3 separate regions of the Pan troglodytes genome follow, and regions 1 and 2 are each linked to region 3. Evidence: chromatin contacts called from public Hi-C and HiChIP or PLAC-seq data. All regions are on one chromosome and are shown on one strand. Each heading gives the region's core, a stretch centred on a gene start, on an enhancer-like site or on the middle of the called end of the contact. The rest is flanking DNA. Distances are from core to core; before and after follow the strand shown.

The links. Hi-C and Micro-C count contacts between places; a contact is called where the count stands out from the background. HiChIP or PLAC-seq counts read pairs in DNA pulled down with a chosen protein or histone mark.
Region 1: an H3K4me3 HiChIP or PLAC-seq map of stem cell-derived excitatory neurons shows a contact between it and region 3, with 2.9 times the contacts expected there. The contact joins the promoter of MMAA here to the promoter of ZNF827 in region 3. A contact is called at or near these places in 1 of 7 Hi-C or Micro-C datasets (stem cell-derived neural progenitor cells) and 1 of 1 datasets of contacts at active chromatin or transcription factors (stem cell-derived excitatory neurons).
Region 2: a contact with region 3 is called in a Hi-C map of stem cell-derived neural progenitor cells, with 5 times the contacts expected there. The contact joins the promoter of SMAD1 here to the promoter of ZNF827 in region 3. A contact is called at or near these places in 1 of 7 Hi-C or Micro-C datasets (stem cell-derived neural progenitor cells) and 1 of 1 other capture datasets (stem cell-derived neural stem cells).

The regions. Positions count from the first base shown.
Region 1 is chr3:147,408,727-147,411,625 of NHGRI_mPanTro3-v2.0_pri, forward strand. It overlaps MMAA (metabolism of cobalamin associated A), which reads left to right and starts at 1,357. Exons shown (of 7, transcript XM_526697.9): 1 at 1,357-1,755.
Region 2 is chr3:147,268,598-147,271,297 of NHGRI_mPanTro3-v2.0_pri, forward strand. SMAD1 (SMAD family member 1) reads left to right here and starts at 1,393. Exons shown (of 7, transcript XM_054683412.2): 1 at 1,393-1,538.
Region 3 is chr3:147,726,334-147,729,033 of NHGRI_mPanTro3-v2.0_pri, forward strand. ZNF827 (zinc finger protein 827) reads right to left here and starts at 1,411. Exons shown (of 14, transcript XM_016952308.4): 1 at 809-1,411. The coding sequence starts at 851.

The DNA of each region.
Region 1 (2,899 bases), core at 107-2,606, 320 kb before region 3:
TCACATTCAGAATTTATCTGAGTGTTTCCTCACAATCAGATTCAGGTTAAACATTTTTGGCAAGAGCTCTACAAAGGTGTATTTCCCATAGTCTCATAATGACAGGTTCATATTTTCGCCAGTATTGGTGATGCTAGCAATTTTTTTCCCATGAAGCATCTATTAACATTTTGCAAAACACTAATGTTCCATGGAAATGTGTTCCCTAAGCTGTACTGTTTAGAAAACTTCTGAATAAAAAAGTGACATGCATGAAAGTGTTTGAGTTTGTAGAACGAAAAGCAGGTAAGGATTAACTCAATTTTAAAATTAACAAACTTCTTCACTTCTAAGGTAGCACAAACTGAGCTTTCATCAAACGTAACCCTTTCCGAAACAATTGTTCAGATGAGCAACGCCAAGTTTAAAGAAAGGAAGTAAACCGTCTCAAGAACTGTCATTCTGTTTGTGTTCAATAGGCTGAGATTTGAAAGGTCTGATTCTATGTTCTTTCTACTAGATCCTCGGCTTCATTTAGACTTGTGCTTAATTTTCTGTCATTGGCTATTGAGTCTACAATCTTTGGAGTAAAAGTGGTAGTCTTTTGGTCCAAATAGTAATAATGAAAATGGTGAGACCAGTAATTCATTTTTTATTATTCTGTATTCAGTAAGAATCAACCTGTATCAAATAGCTGAAAAGGCCTGAAGCCTCCCAAATGCATATCATTACACAAATTCTGTGTGAGGACTGACATCTTGGTTTCATATACTAATTATACTGCATGGGCCCCATTTATAACCATATCTACTCGTCATTTCATCCTGGCTACTGCCGATGGATGCTATCTTTATCACATTATAGCAAACATTTGGGTGATTTTTTCTCAAAAATTCTAGATTAGCATACAACGGCTTTACTACTTACACGTTATCTAAGACGTTTTTTAAGAATTAGTTACTACTCCGCCCACGCAGTGAGGTAGCAAATATTATGCCTGTTTATTTTCATCTCCATTTCAGGCTTGTGCGCCTTTCCCCCCTCGGGACTTCCCGAGGACACCCCTGCAGCAGTGAGCCCGAGTCCTGGCTTTGGCTGCATGTTAAGAAATATTAATCAAAATGAATGGGTGCCCTTTAAGAGAAAAAAACTGTGGGTCCTTCAGCCTTTAAAAACCATGCCGTGGTTTAAAAACTTAAAACTATATTTCGGCAGAACGCTGAGCATTTCTTCAAATCACTCTGAGAAGCTTGAGTGTCTTTAATTTCACCGGTCTGTCAAACGTAACGCGTCTCTCCCTCACCCCACATTTTAAGTTTCCAAGGAGCGGAAGAAGGGCCTCCGGGGGTCCCGGCCGCCGCAGGCTGCTGGGGGTGAGGGCACGACTCGGCCTCCGTCCGACTCGAGGGTGTCGCGAAGGCCAGGAGGGAACGAAAGTTACCCTCGAACTTCGGAGGCGAAAGATTTCATGTGGATCTTAAAAAGGGCAAAACCTACCCCAAAGGACGTAAACCGCCCTCCCCTCCCCCGCCAGAGAACTTCCCGGCGCAGAGCTTCCGCAGCCTGCTGCAGGCCGGGAGACCTTCACGCTCACTCGCTCTCCGCCACACGCCGGAACTGCGCGGCCACGTCCACGGGGACCCTGGCCATGCCCCGCACCGCCACCCGGCCCCAGGCGATCCCCGGGCCCCACGCGCCTGCAGTCGGCGCTGCGCCTGCGTGGGAGGATCCGGCGGAAGGGGCGGGGTCAGGTGGCACTTCCGTGGCTTCGGGCGGGTGAGTATGGGGAGTGCGCGCGGCGTCCAGGAGTCGGGACTGGGCTCCCGCCTACGGCCGCCCTCCCGCCGGGGGGCCAGCGCGGTCCTCCGGGGCGCCCCCTGGAGGATTTGGGGTGGGGGAAGGAAAAGGAGAGTATTATCGAATATTCTCCTAATATTGATGTTAGGGGTGCGGATATGTGTGGACAGGCAGGAGTCGGCAAATGGGTTCAAATGGAAGGTTTAACAAAAAAAGGCCCTGTACGTAAACAGTGTTTTAAAATTCTCATCTTGGTTAGGTTTCTCAGGTTATCTCTGAGCCACAGCAAGGCAGCTTTGTTAAGGTGGCTCTTCCCTTGTCGCTGCCAAACCCGGTAAATGGTTAACCTGAGGCCGCGTCAGAGAAAGCCACTATGACTCCTACCAAAGAGTGAAATTGAAACTCTTTTCCGGGAAATAAAATCCAGGATATAAAAGTTGGATTCAAACTAAAAGTTACAAACAGTATCTAGGTTCCGTCACATGGCGTGCCGGGCAGGGCCTAAATCTCTTTCAGCAGAGGGCATGCTGTCTTCATATGTATTTCTCATTAGAAAATGAAAGACGACCTAAACCAAAATAATATAAAAATTTTGTATTATCTGTCTTAAGAGTTGTACCCTAATCCATATGTTTAGAAAACATAAACTAATAAAACTTTTCCAACTTGGTAGAAAGCCAAAAGTTTCCAGAAAAACTGTGTGGATTATTCAGCATTTTGCTGTTGTCTACAATGTTCAGAATATTCTTTTACAATAATTTTGCACTAAATACCGGTTTGTGTTCAGGGTAACAAGAGGTTTTTAAAAAGTCAAAGACAAGGACAGGTTTTTTAAGGGCTGTATTCTATTAGGAGAGACAAAACTAGCATGAAAATTTACATATCCATAAGAAATGTAAATCACCATTTGAGATATTTGAAGATGTCAAAAGAAAACCTTTATTTAGAATGGAAAGAGCTGGTGAATGCTCGAAACATTTACCATTTAGCTGATTGTTGCCATGTGGGAATGGGGGTCTCTCAAACGCAGGTCCGATTTTCTCCAACACAGGCCAAAGATCTGTATTTTTACGTATTTTTTCTTGATTTTTAATGTTACTTGCAACCAATTTAGTTAACACAC
Region 2 (2,700 bases), core at 143-2,642, 460 kb before region 3:
TAAAAATTAACGACTTTAAAATGACAGTTTATAGCTCCTCCTCCCCATTCAGGATCCAATCAAGGTCATATACTGCATTTCATTGTCATGCTTTTTTTTTAATAGCTTGAGGTAAAATTCACATACCAAATGATTGACCCATTTAAAGTGTGCAATTTAATGGCTTTCGGTATATGCACAGAGTTGTGCAACCATCACCAGAAACTAGTTTTAGAACAATTTTGTCACCCCATAACCTTTAGCTGTCACTCCCCAGGTTCCTCATTTCCCCAACCCTATGCAAACCACCAATCTACTTTCTGTCTCCATAGCCTTGCCTACTCTGAGCATTTCACATATGTGGAAGAATACAATGTGTGGTCTGTCTTCTTTCCCTTCACGTTTTGAAAGGTTACCCATGTAGCATGCATCAGTATCAGTACTTCATTCCTTTTTATGGCTGAATAATGTTCTCTTGTATGGGATACTTTATACTATTTATCAAGGGAGGATTTTCAACAGAGGAGTGGCCTGATCCGAGTGGCATTTAACAAGGTTCACTTTCCTGTTGTTCTAAGGAGCAGAGAATGATCAACTGCGTCAAACGCTGCTTTTAGGGAAAATAAGATGAGGCCCACGAATTGACCAGTAAGTGCTCAAATAGGTTAAGGGAAAAAGGAATTTAATTAGAAGACATATTCTGATATACATTGCTGGGAGTGATTTTTTTTTTTTTTTTTTTTTGCTTCATGTGAAATTTATTCCTCAAAAAAAATCATTTTTTCTAAACGTAACTCAACATTATAGTAATTATGCAAGATTTTATGCAGCTTCAAGAGTTAGCCAAGAGAAAAGTTGACTCTTGCAAGAAGATATTTTCAATGTCTATGCAGATCAGGTAGGTAAGAGTTAAGTGCGGGGGAGTTGGCATCATCTAAAAGACTGTAGAAATTGGACCAAAAATGTGGAGTTCTAAAGCAGTATCTCCTTATGGCATGCCATTATTTGGAGCAACAAGGTTACCTACTCGAATCACTGGATCCTGAGTTGACACAAAACGCATCTGTTGACTCAGGGTTTGTATAACCACGTGCAGTATTTACTAGGCTATCCAATTCTGGGTACGTACAACTTCTGGGGCCTGCAAATTATTGGAGAGTGAGTGAGGGGCAACGAAAGATAGACATAAAAGGGCGCGTCTCGAAAGATAACTGTCAACATGCACTCCACGTTTATAGAACGATTCGGTGGGCGCGGTGGAAGCGTTAATGAACATTTCAGAAAATAAACATATGGAACATCGAAATTCACTTGCAGATAATGGACTAAGTCCGCTCCACCGGGACTAAAAAGGCAGGGTTAGGAAAGCCTGAACGCCGCCACACTGTTTTTTCTCCAGGAAGAAACGGGGCGTGGGGCTGCCGGTAGAAGGGGGTGGCTCCGGCCGCTCCCCCGCGCCGTCCTCCGGCCCCGGCCGCGCTGCGCTCACGCGGGCCGGGCCGGGAATTTGGAGAGGATCCCTGGTCGCGCGGCAGCGGCGGCGGCGCGCGGGTGAGCGGGTGAGCGTGTGAGCGGGCGGGCAGGCGAGTGCGCCGGGTATTGGCAGCCGAGGAGTGGAGGCTGGGCAGCTCCGACTCCCTGACGCCAGCGCGACCAGATCAATCCAGGCTCCAGGAGAAAGCAGGCGGGCGGGCGGAGAAAGGAGAGGCCGAGCGGCTCAACCCGGGCCGAGGCTCGGGGAGGGACCCTGGGAGCGGAGAGTGGCGCAGCGCCCGGCCGTCCGGACCCGGGCCGCGAGACCCCGCTCGCCCGGCCACTCGTGCGCCCGCGCGGACGGGCGCGCCGCCAACCCGGTAAAACGAAACAGACCCGAACCGAACTTTCACTTCATGCCGCGTCCCAGCCCTCCCCTCGGCGCCCCGGGCTTTCCAGCGCCGCCGCCGCCGTCTCTGCACGCGTGGGGCCGCCGCGGTCGTGCTGGGCTGGGGGCGCGGGCGGCGGCGGGAAGGGGGCTCTTTCTGCGCGGGGCGGGCCGCGACCCCCCCCCCATGATGGCGCCTCCCGTCTGCTCGGAGGAGCGAACCTGCTACCACGTCTTCTCGCGCCCAGCCCGCCGGGCTCCCCTGGTGTCTTTGTTGGGTCTTCTGCTGTGGGAAGCCCAGTTCCCGGGCCCCCGAGCCTCGGCTCCCGGGCCTGACCGCGCTGGGATCTCCCCGGCCGCGCTCCCCTTCCGCGCGCTCCTCACATCTCTCCTGTGCTGCCGCCGGGCCGAGGCCCGTTCGCGCGGCCCGCGGACCCATTGTGTCCCCCGCGCCGGCGGGGCGACCCCTGCGGGAGCTGGAGGACGACCGCTGGCGCTGCTCTCCAAGGCGCCTGGTGGAGCGGGTCTCGCGGGCGGGGGACCCCGGCGCCCCGGGCCCCTCCACATCCCGCACGGGTTTTCTTCTCGGCCCCAGCAAGCCTCTTTGGGGTCGAGGTCAAGGAAAGTTCGCACCGAGATCCCCTCTAATTTATTCAAAGGTTTGGCGGCGGCGCGTAATTTTTTCCCCCTCTTCCGCCTACACCCGCTGCGTCTCCTGGTGTCTCATTCCTTTCCCTTTACCGGAGTCGATTGCCTCACTGCATGTGTATTCGTGAGTTCGCGGTTGAACAACTGTTCCTTTACTCTGCTCCCTGTCTTTGTTAGTGTTTCTCGGGGTTGTTTCTGTAGGAAGGTGGGGG
Region 3 (2,700 bases), core at 161-2,660:
CCGGCCGCCCCGCGCCCCGGCGCGCCCCCTCGCCTCGGCGCCGCGGGAGCAGCCGCCCGGCGGCGCGTGTGTACCCGTGTGTTTGTGTGCGGTGCCCCTACACCCTCCCCAGCCGCTCCCGCCTCGCCCGCCCCCGACTCCCCTCCTCCGCCGCCGCCTCCTCCACCTCCGCCTCCTCCTGCTCCAGCCGCCGCCGCCGCTGCCGCCGGCGGCTCGGGGGCCGACCAACCCCGGCGCAACCTTTAGCCAGGGACGGACCTCTCCCTGGATCCTGTACCCGGCGGCTGCTGCGCGCCCTCTCCCTGACACCCCCAAACGCCATGTCACGGCCCCCAGCCCTCCGCGCGCCCCGACCCCCGCACCCTCAGGCGCCGGAATCCACAAGGAATTTTTTTTTTTAAGATTCCAACCTCTCCCACCTCCCCCCACCAAACCCCCGATAAAACCCCCGGCATCCACACTACTCCCCTCCTCCCTTCTCTTGCCCCCTCCCCCCAGCAACCCAGAGTGAGGAGGGGGAAGGGGAGGGAAAGGGAAAAAAAAGCCCAATCTCAAGGAAAAAAAGAGGGGGGGGGTGAGAGAAAGAAAGAAAAAGAGAGAGAGAATAGAAAGGGCACGGGGCTGATCATCACCAACATGGCTGCCTCAGCATAGACCTAAACGAGGAGTAACCCGGGCTGTGTCTTTGTTAGTTTCACCTCTGTAACCCTAAACTAATGCAGAAAACAACGGAGGAGGCTGCGGAGGGGAAAGAGGAGAGGGAGGGCGAGAAAATGGCACGAGAGGAGGTGGAGAAGGGATGACTTACGTGAGGGAAGGCGCTTGGGCTGCTCCTGCTTCCTCCTGGGCATTTTCCCCCTTTTCTCACATTCTCCTCCTTGGTTAATGTGAGATCAAATAAACCCCCGTGGGGGCAGAGAGGCAGACACTGGCAGGAGCGGGGAGGTAGTTGGGGGGCGGGCGGGCGGGCAGGGGGAAACCCCTTCTCCGGTGTGTGCAATGGGTTGAAGCTTGTTTCCTGGAGCCAGAAGAGGGGTTTTCTTCTTTTCTTTCCTTTCTTTTTTCCTTTTTTTTTTTTTTAAATTTTTGGTCGTGCACCTGGCTTGTCCCCGAGCGTAATATTCTTCAATGGAAACGGATCTAATAGGTGTGAGTGTGTGTGTGTCCTATGCTCGCGTGTGTGATGGGAGGTATAAATAAATGAGTGCCAGTGCGGCGGTGTCTATGGCCGCGCTCTGTGTCTCCGAGCCCCTAACACTAATGTCGGGATCAAAGGGCAGCGGCGGCGGCAGCACAGCTCACAGCTCGCTCTCTTGCTCTCTCTCTCTCTTTCTCGCTCTCTCTCCTCTCGCGCTCTCTCTCTCGCTCTCTGTCACACACACACACTCACACACACACAGAGGCACAGACTGAGGGAAAGAGCGAGAGCTACACACACACACGCACGCACACACACACACAGAGCAAAGAGGAAGGTGCCCCAAGGCTCCCAGGGCGGACTCAGCCTCGGATTTACAACCGCTCTGTCTGGAAAGAATGGGGGGCGCGCGTGCGGGGGTGGGATGGAGTTCTTCAAATTTATCCCGCTAGTCACCAAATCTAGGGGGAAAAAAGTTTTTCCCACTCTTTAAACAACGATTAGTTCATTATTTTACTGATTTTTAAAAAGGAAATAAATTTCTCTCTTAACTTTCTTTTGTTTATTAAGCTACATTTTGTTCTGTATGAAATTCTGCAGGCTTTTGTCCCTACCCCATCACCTTAAATCTGGAGGTTATCGTCTCCCACACACTCTTCAAAAACATTCCAAAAAAACTAATTTAAAAAAAATGAAAAGACAACATATGGTGAATCAATAACTTGGTTGACAGTTGACAGAATAAGTGCCCAGTTTTGGAGTGTCCACTGGAGTTAAAACTGAAAAATGCTCCTAAATGAACATTACAGCTACTTGACAAAGAGAGGAAAATAAGATTAGGTCACCCCTGATGGTTGCTTTAACTGCTACGTGATACTCCTAGAGTGCACACAGCAATCTTTACTTCGGAAATTCACTTTTTCCCCTGCTATATACTGCAGGTATATGAAGTTTACCCTGAAGCAATTCCAGTGTGCATTATGAGCCCAATATAGCAGTTTTCATTAACTGATACATACTTTCATTACCTTACAAATCACACATCTTTCTTCAAAGAGAGACATAAAGAAGGAAAATAGAAAAGGACGGGTCTCACTCGAACACAAAAGGTACTTGGTGAAAGAGGACTGTTCTCTTTGTGACTTGCAGTCATTTGGATAAAAGTTCACTCAGAGGTTGTTAATGATTTAAACTCCAAAACCTGCTACTATAATTGAAATAAAAATGGTCTGAAGAAGAGTTGTTTCATAAAACTCTCTTTGTAAGAGGAAACTTTGAACTTAGCAGAATACATTATATGTCATGAGTCAGATGTAGCTAAAAAATAAAAAGGTGCATTATTTAACTACATCTTCCCTTTTTAGCTTTTTTAAAACTCTGACTCATCATCTTATTATGTTAAATATTTTCCTACCAATTTTTAAATAGACCTTTTCATCAAAGAAAGTGGAGGCACAGTAAAGACATAGAACATTAAAATGACACTCTATAAGCCTACATGGATAACTCATGCCTCTTTGAGGTTGAGTTAATTCTTACAACTTCAGTGGTGTTAAAGAGAG